3 separate regions of the Mus musculus genome follow, and regions 1 and 3 are each linked to region 2. Evidence: chromatin contacts called from public Hi-C and Micro-C data. All regions are on one chromosome and are shown on one strand. The core of a region is the stretch at or near the end of the contact, and the rest is flanking DNA. Distances in the headings are between cores, read along the strand shown. Region 1 has its middle 110 kb from the start of Nr5a2. Region 2 has its middle 6.0 kb from the start of Gm25609. Region 3 has its middle 120 kb from the start of Gm25609.

Region 1 (3,302 bases), core at 728-3,227, 150 kb after region 2:
TGAACCATGACAATAGGTCTGACAGTGTAGATGGTACTAGATAAGCAGTAGGTTGGTGGTTATGGCATGGACATATGGATCAAGGGAAGATTCATGTGCTCTTCCTACACTATGCTGGACAGAGGACAGCAAGGGATCTCACCACATTAGACTTACACCACACAGTTTTAAAATATGAGTTGCATATCTCTGGAATTTTCCTTTTTTAATATTCATAGCTGACTGGAAAATTGAACCACAAAATTGTGGCTAGGAAGGAATATTTCCTAACACAACCAACACATCCCAAGCTCCTCTCCAGTCTTTCTTATGTTACCAAAGAACATGACTTCTGCCTAGTAAGAGATATAAGAACCTCAACATCAAACAGAGACAGTCATAGGTAGTCAAAGAGGAAAGCAGCGGGGTGGCTTCATCCGAAGCCTAGTGACCACTGCGTTCAAGCTGTCGGTGCTTGCTTTGTACAGGTTGTTTTCTCACTTTATCCTGGTTCCTACATAAAATGATCAGTACACTGGAAGACCATAAGTGGTGGCACAGCAATATTAAGATCCTGTTGGTAATAAGAGCCCTCAGGACCTTTAAAAGAGCACGGTGCTACAGAACTTGAGCTTACTATATGACTTGGCTCCTTTGTCATCTTGAGCAGCAGCTCAGAGTTCTGACCTCCAGGTAAGCCATGTAATACACAGCCTGGCCACAGTGATCTTCTGTTCTGATGAGCATCACAGATGCCCTTAGAACCTTCTATAGGCAAGAAGAGGCCAAGGAAAAATCAGCAGAAACAACAACGTTATCAATGAGCATAAGGTGCCCACACCACAGCCAGTGTGTCAGGAATTTACAACTCCAAGTAGAATACTTGATGCCAAAATAAGTCCTAGGAAAGTGTGTCAGTGGGCACACCCGAAGGGAGCAACCCACACAATTCGCTTCCACTGAAGGGCACTGAAACAGAACATGAAAGAACCCCCACAGCATCATAACTGAGTTTGTGTCTGCTTCATTCCAAATATACAATATGGCAGCGTCTTTGGTTTTTTCAAGATTTGAGAGTTTTGACGTGAATCACGTGTTCTCTGAACTTTCAAGCGCATCTATGTTTGCCACTTGACACTAGACTCTGCTTGAGAAAGTGAAGTGTAGAATCACTGCAGAGTAAGGCTTGATAGACGTGACTTTCCTCCGTGGCTGTAACGGGAATGCAAGCACTTGCCCATTGAACACCCACTGATTACTTAGTTGGGAGTTTGCTCTAATTATTTGAGATTTGTGACTTCTAGAGCTAAGAAAAATGGTGTGAATTAAAGAGGCATGAAATGAGGTTTAGAAGAATCTATACATGGGTCTAATCATCTCATGGTAAACAAATAGAGATAAAAAGCCCAGAATGACCTACGGTCTTAAAGGCATGCTTTTGTTCCCATCTGGAGGAAAATTTCCCATTTGTTCTCCACTCCCTAGACTCAAAAGCAGAACACTCTCATGACCTCTGTTGTCTTCTCATTGTGGAAGAAGTGTATTGCCCTTCCTTAAGCCCAGAGAAGAGTCCTTTATATTTTCCTTTTTACACTCTAGTATCTGCTAGGGAGTAGCATCCTGATAAAAAGGAATACAAAGAACTATACATCTGACATTTAAAAAAAGAAAGAAAGAAAAAAAGGAAAGAAGAAAAAGGAAAAAAACACACAACAAAATCTTGGTTTCAAATATCACACAACTGACTGACACATCCCCCCTCCCCATGGGCCAACAGCTGCCTGACTCATTCTGATATGTTTTGCCTGCCTTAGCTGAGTGGGCTGATGTAAATAGGAAGCGATGAGGAGAATCAATTTGGGGCAAACACTTTTTTTTCAAGGCTGTAACAGGAAGAGATAGGAAGCCCCGGAAGATACTTGATAGGTATTCAACTCAGTAGCAAGGAGGAAGTAGAATGCCGAAGCACTCGGCTAGTTATTTTGAGTTGTCAACGGAAACTGGATACGACAGAGAAAGGACGCAGATAGGATGCGTTCTGTTGCATAGCAACGCAGAGGCTAGAAGCTACTGAACATAGCTGAAACCATCTGTCTCTATGAAAGATGAAGGGGAAATGGTTTAAAACAAAGGGGGGAAAAGGAGAATAGGAATAGGCTAATAAAATTCTTGGAAAAAGTATACAAGACTCCTTGTTCCTTTTTCTTAAAAGCATATTTTGTAGTAACATACACATATTTGTAATGTTTAATATCTTTTCATAGGGTTAATTTTAATACATTCTGAACTCCTATCTTTCCTTATACTTTGCCCTTACAACCCACTTACCTCAAAAAAGGTTTGCAGATGGTTGAGTTGGTGTAATGTCTGTGGACTTTGGGAGACTTGGTTCAAACCTGAAAGTCAGTACCCAATAAAAATGAGCAGTCAATTAGCTTAAGGACAGATCAGGAAAATGATGAGAAAAGAACATTCCATTCCCAGAAAGATAACCTCCTGTCCTGCCCTGTGCCTTCTCCCAGAGAGCTTCCTGAGAAATGGTTCCTGTCTCAGACCCCTGAGCAAAGAGGGACATGCGACACTACACAAGGGTGTTTCATTCCTAGGAAGCCCCCCAGCTCCAGAGGGAAGTGTGCAGAGTGGATAAAGTTTGACTTTTGGAGACAGGAAGCTCTCTTCAGAAATAATGTTCCATTTCCTGCTGCCCAAGATTGTCAGCCCTATAGCTGCTTTTGACGACATAGAAATTCAAGAGCCGGCTTCCTTCCCTCCACCACTAATCTCCCCCCTGATCTCCCCCAACAAGCTGCTTTCAACACATCACAGACCATCGAGTGGGCGGCGGTTTCCCAGAGACCATACTTCTGTGGCCCACTCTCAGGGCTAGGAAGGAGACACGTTCCCATCCCCCTCACAGAGAGCAAGCTGTGAGGGCAGAGGACCTTACCTTCCCAAGGCACCACTAGGCAGTCTGCCTAGGGAAACTTGCTCCCTCCCAGGAGAAGAGAAGAGCTACTTCTTAGAAAGTTGGCTTTGGTTGTACCCGAGGTGGAATTCCACCTCCAGAATGTTCTAGTTGGAAGAAATCTGGTACCCATCGGGTAGAGAGTCTCAAAAACCTAAGAGGTGCATAAGAAAATGCGGAAACGATGAGAAGCAGTGCTGGTTTATCTCTACCACCATCTTTCCTTGAGTTGATTTGGTTCGGGGCTTGGTTGCTTTTGTGCTGGTGCTGAGGATTGAACCCAGGGCCCTGAGAATACTAAACACATGGGTCCTCTACCACTGAGTGTGTCCATGGTCCTTAACTTCTTCTACAATGA
Region 2 (3,538 bases), core at 912-3,411:
AAAAAAAACCCACCACACAAGGTAATTGTAGTATCCAGGGAAGGCACAGACTTAATGAGCGTTTGTTAAGTACTTGGTGCCTTTAAAGTGGCTCTCAAGTGTTTTCTTATCAGCTCACAGTAGACAGCAGATACAGGTCTCTCTGTGGTAGTCCACGTCCTCGTGGAAGTCACAGTGAAACACTGAGACCTTAGAGTGCCGAGCAGCAGGCTTCCGGTGGGTCTGGCCAATCAGATGATAGCACACTACGTTACCGGTGGCCCAGATGGAGGTCAGCATGGATGGGAAGAGCCCGTCTACACCAGTGTGATCCCTGGAGGCACGTGGACTCAGGCAAATGAGCTGAGTAAAGTAACACAACTCGGATTCCCAGCTAGACTGAACTCCAGACTACAGACCCTCGCAGAGTGGTCCTCTGGGGTACCACAGTTTTGGTCAACATAGTGTTAAAACAGGACGGGTGGGAAGCCTAGAACAGCCAAGAAGAAGCCCCGCATTGAGCAGACATTTCAGTCAGTTCTCACTGCAACCCTACAACCCATCTGGATGGTTTCTGTTTTACAGATAAGGAATCGGTGACTCTGGACAGGTGCCACACTGGGTCCTCTGGCCACAAGAAGTCAGCCAGCCTGGATGGGAATACAAGTCTGTCTCACTCACTCAGAAATTCAGGATAATTTAGAAACTACTCATATTTCTTCTCACTGTAATTTCTATAATCTGCAGTGCCTTGTCTACTTTTGAGACGTACTATGCATTTTCTGAATCAAAACCATGTTGTCTAGATCTGGAGATATATGGGGTTGCTTCCTTCCTGGTTATCTGAAAGGACATTGGGAAAAATATTACAATACGTAATTCAAAACGCAGAGGCAGACAAGGGCGCAGACTTTACACGGACAGAATTAAAAGAGGGGAAATGAGAAAGTAACTAAATAAAAACCGAGCAACTGGATGACTAAAACTTTTAATTATCTAAAGATAAATTCATGTTTTTAAGAAATTAATTAAGTATCTGAGTAGTGAGGTGATCACACTCCTCAATTGATTTGATTAACATTCTAAGGAAATATGAAGTCATATTGACAATATTAGAAAATTTTGTATGCATGATAAAATATGCATAAGGAAAATATCACAGCAGTGGGGAGTGCCATAGAAAAAGTATATGATGTCAATTTTTCTAAAAACAAATCATGTTTTCAGTTGAAGTGAAAAACTATTAATTCTCTTTAGCAATGTGAATGTGTCTTAGAAAATAAGGTGAATATGTTACCCCTTAGCCCATCTTGCCTTCCCTTGTGTTCAAGTGAACTCAGAGATTGGCAGTGTCTTAGCGTGAAACACAATTAGTGTTCACAGATAAAGGAGATTACGACCAGAGGTCGTTCCTACTCCAAACACTCCGTCCCAAAACCCACAACCTAAAGCTTATCCCGGGTCGGTTGGTCCAGAAAACTGCTCATCACTAGCCCCTCCCATTTCCTCGGTCTTCTGACCTTCCCCCAGCTGGTCAGCCAGCCCCACAATCCATTAGACGCCGCGGCAAAAATCAAATGTATCCACGCTGGAGCTGTAATTCAATTCATCTTCTCCTTGGGTTTCCTCTGCTCTGTGCCAGGGTCATTTGTAAAGCCATCACTCACTCCAAACAGTTGCACCTGTGCTGCTATTGAAACGCCCCTTCCTCTAGAGGCCAGCCCTCCCTCGCCTCCATCCTCCCAGGCACCCCGGGTCCCCATTGCCCTTTTCCCAGGCACAAAAGCTTTCCTCTGCGAGGGAGGAACGCTAGAATTCCCCCAAGCCTTGGCAAGGAAATATTTAAATGTGATCTGAGGCTCTTCCTTTGTTTTATTTTTCTTCCTAGGGAAATTAATCTCTCTGAGGTATTCAGTGGATTCTTTTGCGCTTCCGTGAGGCAATACCATCCTGCGGGGCGTTAAGTGCTCACAGCTTGCAAAAGCTAAATATTTTCTTTTTTTTTTTTTTTTTTTTTCCTGCCGACACAGATGATACGTGCCTGGTTTCCTCAACCATCTCTAATTGAATACTTTGCTTCCTTGAAATTGTTTTAAACTTGGCTGTGAGAAATGTAGCGATGGACACCCAAGCCTCCCCGACTGGCAAGCGAGGCAGAATGCCTGGCAGCTGTGGCTCTCTAAGAGGTGCCCCCTCCTGACCCATAGTTCCTTGGCTGCTAACAAGCTGGAGAACTAAGCTCCCCTATCACGTCACTTCCTGTCTGCCGCTCCTTGACTATCACCTTTGGCTCCTAGAGGAAACCCCAAGCACTGATTTTTTTACCTTCCGAAGTCTGAAAGGACTTCCAAAGTCAAGCTGGTCCTAAACTCTGCCCTGTGTGAGGTTGGACCACTCACTCACCTTCGCTGACTTCACCTTCGTTATTTATACAATGTTAAGATGATACCAACCCTATAGGGCTGCCGTTATCTCTAGCACAATACCTGGCACACACTTGTATTGACCGTGTTCGTTTTTCTTTTCCATCTATTTTTTTTTTAACATCTTTAAAAGTTGTTGATGAGAGACAAGCTGTACCTCCTAGACCTAGCCATCTTTTAGGGCTAACAAAGGCTACCCTATGGCCCAGAACCCATCCAAGATGCTCATGCTTAGCCTGACCTAAGCTCTTTCCCTCTCCTGCCTCACTGTTCCCAGAGAAACCCCATTAAAGACACTAGCCATGGCTTTTCTGGATCTGCCCTTTCCTACTGACCCACCCTGGTACTAGCCCCCACCCCCACCCCCACCCCCGCCACCGTTGCCGCCCCCACCCCTCCTGTTCCTGGGGTACTGGGGTGGCAGCAAGCTTTCCTGTCACTACTCTTGACCTCTGTGTGAGCTCCCTCAGTCACAACTCAATAGATTAAATGAGGACAATATTTAATTAATGTAAATGTCTCTCCTTCCCACGCTGTCATTTAAGTTAGTGAATGGCCACAAATCATGATTAGATACAGTGGACAAAGACACGAGCCCGGTCTGTGGCTATCAGCACAAAGGGGTTGGAAGACCCGATGGTGGGGAGGCTACTGCGCATGGGCTTCAGCAGGGTGCAGGGGCCCCTTGAGAATGTGCGTTCCCTGATACTGTTGACCCTGGCTCCCTGGACAGTATTTTGAGAATTGTAGTTCTGGGGCATGTGAAAATGAGCAGTTGCATTTAACAACTGCTCTATTGGGATAAACAAGACTCAAGAGGATTAAAACCAAAGTTTGGGGACAGTATCAACAAAGGCCACCAACATAGAAAGGAGGTGTCTGGTTGGCTTGAACCTTGATCTCTGGAATAAGAGCACCTTCCTGATCTTTGAGGAAAGATGACCCAGTGTTGTCTAGGGTGTTGCTGTTTGTTTGTTCGTTTGTTCGTTTGTTCGTTTGTTTGTATGTTTTAGATGAGGGTCACTTGTCCCTCTTTTCCATGTGTTTTTGGCTCATGTGACATGGCCAGTGTTAGTATGGACAGTGTGTCCACTGCAGTAGACTCTCTGTACCCTGCTTTGGAAATAGCAGACAAC
Region 3 (3,253 bases), core at 230-2,729, 130 kb after region 2:
TCACAAGCACATGTGTATATGCAATGTGTGTGAGAGTATGTGTGTATGTGTGTATGTATGTGTGTGTGTTGCAGTGACTGGATCCAGGACTACGCATGCAAAAGTCATACAACTGAATTGTACTCTTAATACTTTGAAAACATTGATAGTAACAGAACTTAACAAAAATAGCAGCTGAATTTTGGGGGGTTTTTTTTATTGTTGTTGTTCAGACTCAAGAAAACATAGTTCTATACCCAACAAGTATACTATAGCTTCAACTCTCCAAAGAAGATTATCCCACAACATCATTCAAGGTCTTTTGTCAATATGTCTTACAAAATCATTTTTCTTGCATGTCTTGTTTTTTCTTGCATGTCTTTGTTTTTCTCTAGCTTTATTTCTTTTCTTTAATTTTAAAGTCACAACTCCTAATATACACAAATTATGTCCTTTCACAGTATATGTAAAGTTTGATAATAATAAATACTAAGAATTCTCAATTACATACATGTATACATATAACACATGTGTACATTTATATAGACACTCACAAACATATTTGTGCACCCATGATATACATATACTACTTATTACTAATTATTTGTGCACCCATGATATACATATACTGCTTATTACTAATTATTTGGAGGAAAATCTCAGGTTCTTATTTCAAAAATTAAGTATAACAGTATCTAATTCTTTATATGCAAAACCAGAATAACTACACTTTATTCTTGGCAAACTTTGACACTTTTCTCTAAAAAGTCCCCATTCCATTTTTCCAAAGATCAGTTGCACAGATATGTTCTGTTTCTAAGAACTTAGAATAGTGTGGCTTTAAAAAGTTGAAAAAACTAATTTTTTAATCATTAACTGGTCTCATCGTTTTCATCTAGGGCTCCTAGATTCTTTGATTTTGTTCTATACTTCCCCAAAGGTTTCTCCATTAATATTAACAGCTTTTTGAATCTCATTACTCTGATTTATGCCTTTTCAATTTATTTAAGGTTGTGTCAATATTAAGTTATCCGTCCCTTGTGAGCAACTTCAATAATGTTTAGATGCAAAATACTCTTAAGCATTACCTGGCAGGCAAAAATCCATGTCATTACTTATAATGCCCTCCTCCCTCGCAGAATTAACTAATAATTAATGAGGGTTATGTTAAGAATACAGAGACAACCTAAAATACTATAGTAAAAATATTACAAGTTATTCTGGAACTTTTATTTCATTTCAAATGTTCTTGTTCTTGTGTAAAAGAGAGTGAGGGATCACAGGGGAAAGTTCTAATGTTTGAAACTATTATTTCCTGGGCATCTAGGAGAAGTTGTAAATAAAATTTAAAAAGTCTTCAGACTAAAACGTCCATTTTGGAGACTTCCATATTGAAGAGGACAAAAGGAGAAAACCTGCGGCCACAACGCTGAGTCACCCTAGCACTCACTCCTGTGGGACAGCTAGAAAAAGAAACAAATGACAGGCAAGAGGATAGGCATCAGCATCCCTGTTGCTAAGCAACGTGATTTCCACACAGAAAGCTTCAGGGAGTCTAGGAGAAAAGTCCTACAACCAAACCGAGTTCCGCAAGGTTTCCAGATAGACAATGAGTATACAATTTGACGGTGGGCAAGCGAGATGGCTCAGCAGGGGAAGGACGCTTGCTGCCCCTTCACACTCACACACTGGAAGGAGAGATTTGGCTCCTTAAAGATGTCAGTTGGCATCCACCCTAAGCCTAAACACATGCAGACCTCTCACAGGAACCAAATTAAGGTAATTTTTAACTTAAAAAAAAAAAACCAGTATATCTATATATTATCAATAGACACGTGAATGTTTGGATTTAAAATACCATTTTTTTCTCCCTCCAAAGGATGAAATATTTGGGGCGAGGAGATGGCTTGGTTGGAACAGTGCCTGCCAAGCAAGCATGAGGTTCTCAAATCCTCAGAGTTCATGTAAAATCTGAGCATGATGACATGCATCTCTAATCCAGGGAAGAGGTGAGAAGCAGAGATACAGATACCCAGAAGTTGCTGCCCAGGCAATCTAGTCAACTGGTCAGCTCTGGGTTCAACAAGAGTCCTGTATCCAGGTAGAGAGCAACAAAAGAAGCTATCTAACCTCAGCATCTAACCTCCACATGCACACACACACACACACGCACACGCACACGCACACATGCACACATGCACACATGCACACGCACACACGCATGCACATGCACACACACAGGGCAGGTATGTTGCTAGGTCTAGTAGCACATGCTACTAAGTATCTCAGTATCCAGAAGGCAGCTGCAAGGAGAACTGCTGTGAGTTTAAGGCTAGCCTGATCTACCTAGCAAGTTCCAGGCAAGACAAAACTATACAATGAGATCCTGCCCACACATCCCTGCCCCCTCCCCAAAAAAAAAAAAAAAAAAAAAAAAAAGAGAAAACAAATGCCCAAAATAAAGATCCTGTCACCATGAAATGCTAGAAACATGACACTTCTGTGCCTCCTCCATGCTGGTGGAAGCTGCTGAATGAACACACTCTGAAAGACACCTTGCTGGTTTCTTAGACAACTAACCATGAAACTGCAAAGTGACCCAGGAACTACACACTTAGCTATCTACATCTCTATTTATGTGCTATTTATATGCAAAGGCATCTAGCAGTTTATTTATGACAACAAAAACAAAGTAGGAAAACAGATTCCCTAATGAGGAGAACAATCATATGACCTGTAGTCCACCTCAGGACACCAGTCAGGAATCAAAGGGAACAAACTGGGGACACAAACCTGGAGGGATCGTAATCAACAACAACAACAACAAAACTATTATCAACAGGAAACCTAACTCCAATAGGTTACATACATGCTGTGCAGTTACATTTATATGACCGTTTTTGAAAAGATAAAATTACAGAAATGGAGAAAATAATTAACGGTTGCTAGAAATTTCAGAGGGGTAAAAATGAATGGCAGTAAGTCTGGCTACACAAAGACAGAGGAGGAAGGAGGCTTGTAGAGGCGGAAATAGTGTCTTGAATCTATAAATGTCAGGGTCTTGGTTGTAAATTTTTACTAGAGTTTTGCAAAATGTTTCCATTTAGAGAAACTGGGTGAAAAATGTGCAGACAGAGCTGGAGAGATGGCTCAGTAATAATTAAGAGTGTGAACTGCTCTTCCAGAGGACCAGAGTTCTGTTCCCAGCACCCGCATAAGGCATCTCTCAATTGCATGTGACTCTAGCTCCAGAAAATCTGATGCTCTCTTCTGG

The links. A called contact is a pair of places that touch in the nucleus more often than the background predicts.
Region 1: a Micro-C map of granulosa cells shows a contact between it and region 2, with 2.6 times the contacts expected there. The contact joins two enhancer-like sites. A contact is called at or near these places in 4 of 484 Hi-C or Micro-C datasets (cortical neurons, granulosa cells and nephron progenitors).
Region 3: a Hi-C map of neural progenitor cells shows a contact between it and region 2, with 5 times the contacts expected there. The contact joins two enhancer-like sites. A contact is called at or near these places in 4 of 484 Hi-C or Micro-C datasets (cortical neurons, granulosa cells, nephron progenitors and 1 more).

The regions. Positions count from the first base shown.
Region 1 is chr1:137,073,601-137,076,902 of GRCm38.p6, reverse strand. No RefSeq gene overlaps it. Among named protein-coding and RNA genes, the nearest start is that of Nr5a2, 110 kb to the right of the region's middle. Within about 2 kb of position 1,977, at least 46 of the 459 cell types and tissues checked have an H3K27ac peak or open chromatin away from gene starts, as enhancers often do. A contact at or near this core is called in cortical neurons and granulosa cells, where this site is marked.
Region 2 is chr1:137,219,909-137,223,446 of GRCm38.p6, reverse strand. No RefSeq gene overlaps it. Among named protein-coding and RNA genes, the nearest start is that of Gm25609, 6.0 kb to the right of the region's middle. Within about 2 kb of position 2,161, at least 19 of the 459 cell types and tissues checked have an H3K27ac peak or open chromatin away from gene starts, as enhancers often do. A contact at or near this core is called in cortical neurons, granulosa cells and neural progenitor cells, where this site is marked.
Region 3 is chr1:137,090,212-137,093,464 of GRCm38.p6, reverse strand. No RefSeq gene overlaps it. Among named protein-coding and RNA genes, the nearest start is that of Gm25609, 120 kb to the left of the region's middle. Within about 2 kb of position 1,479, at least 16 of the 459 cell types and tissues checked have an H3K27ac peak or open chromatin away from gene starts, as enhancers often do. A contact at or near this core is called in neural progenitor cells, where this site is marked.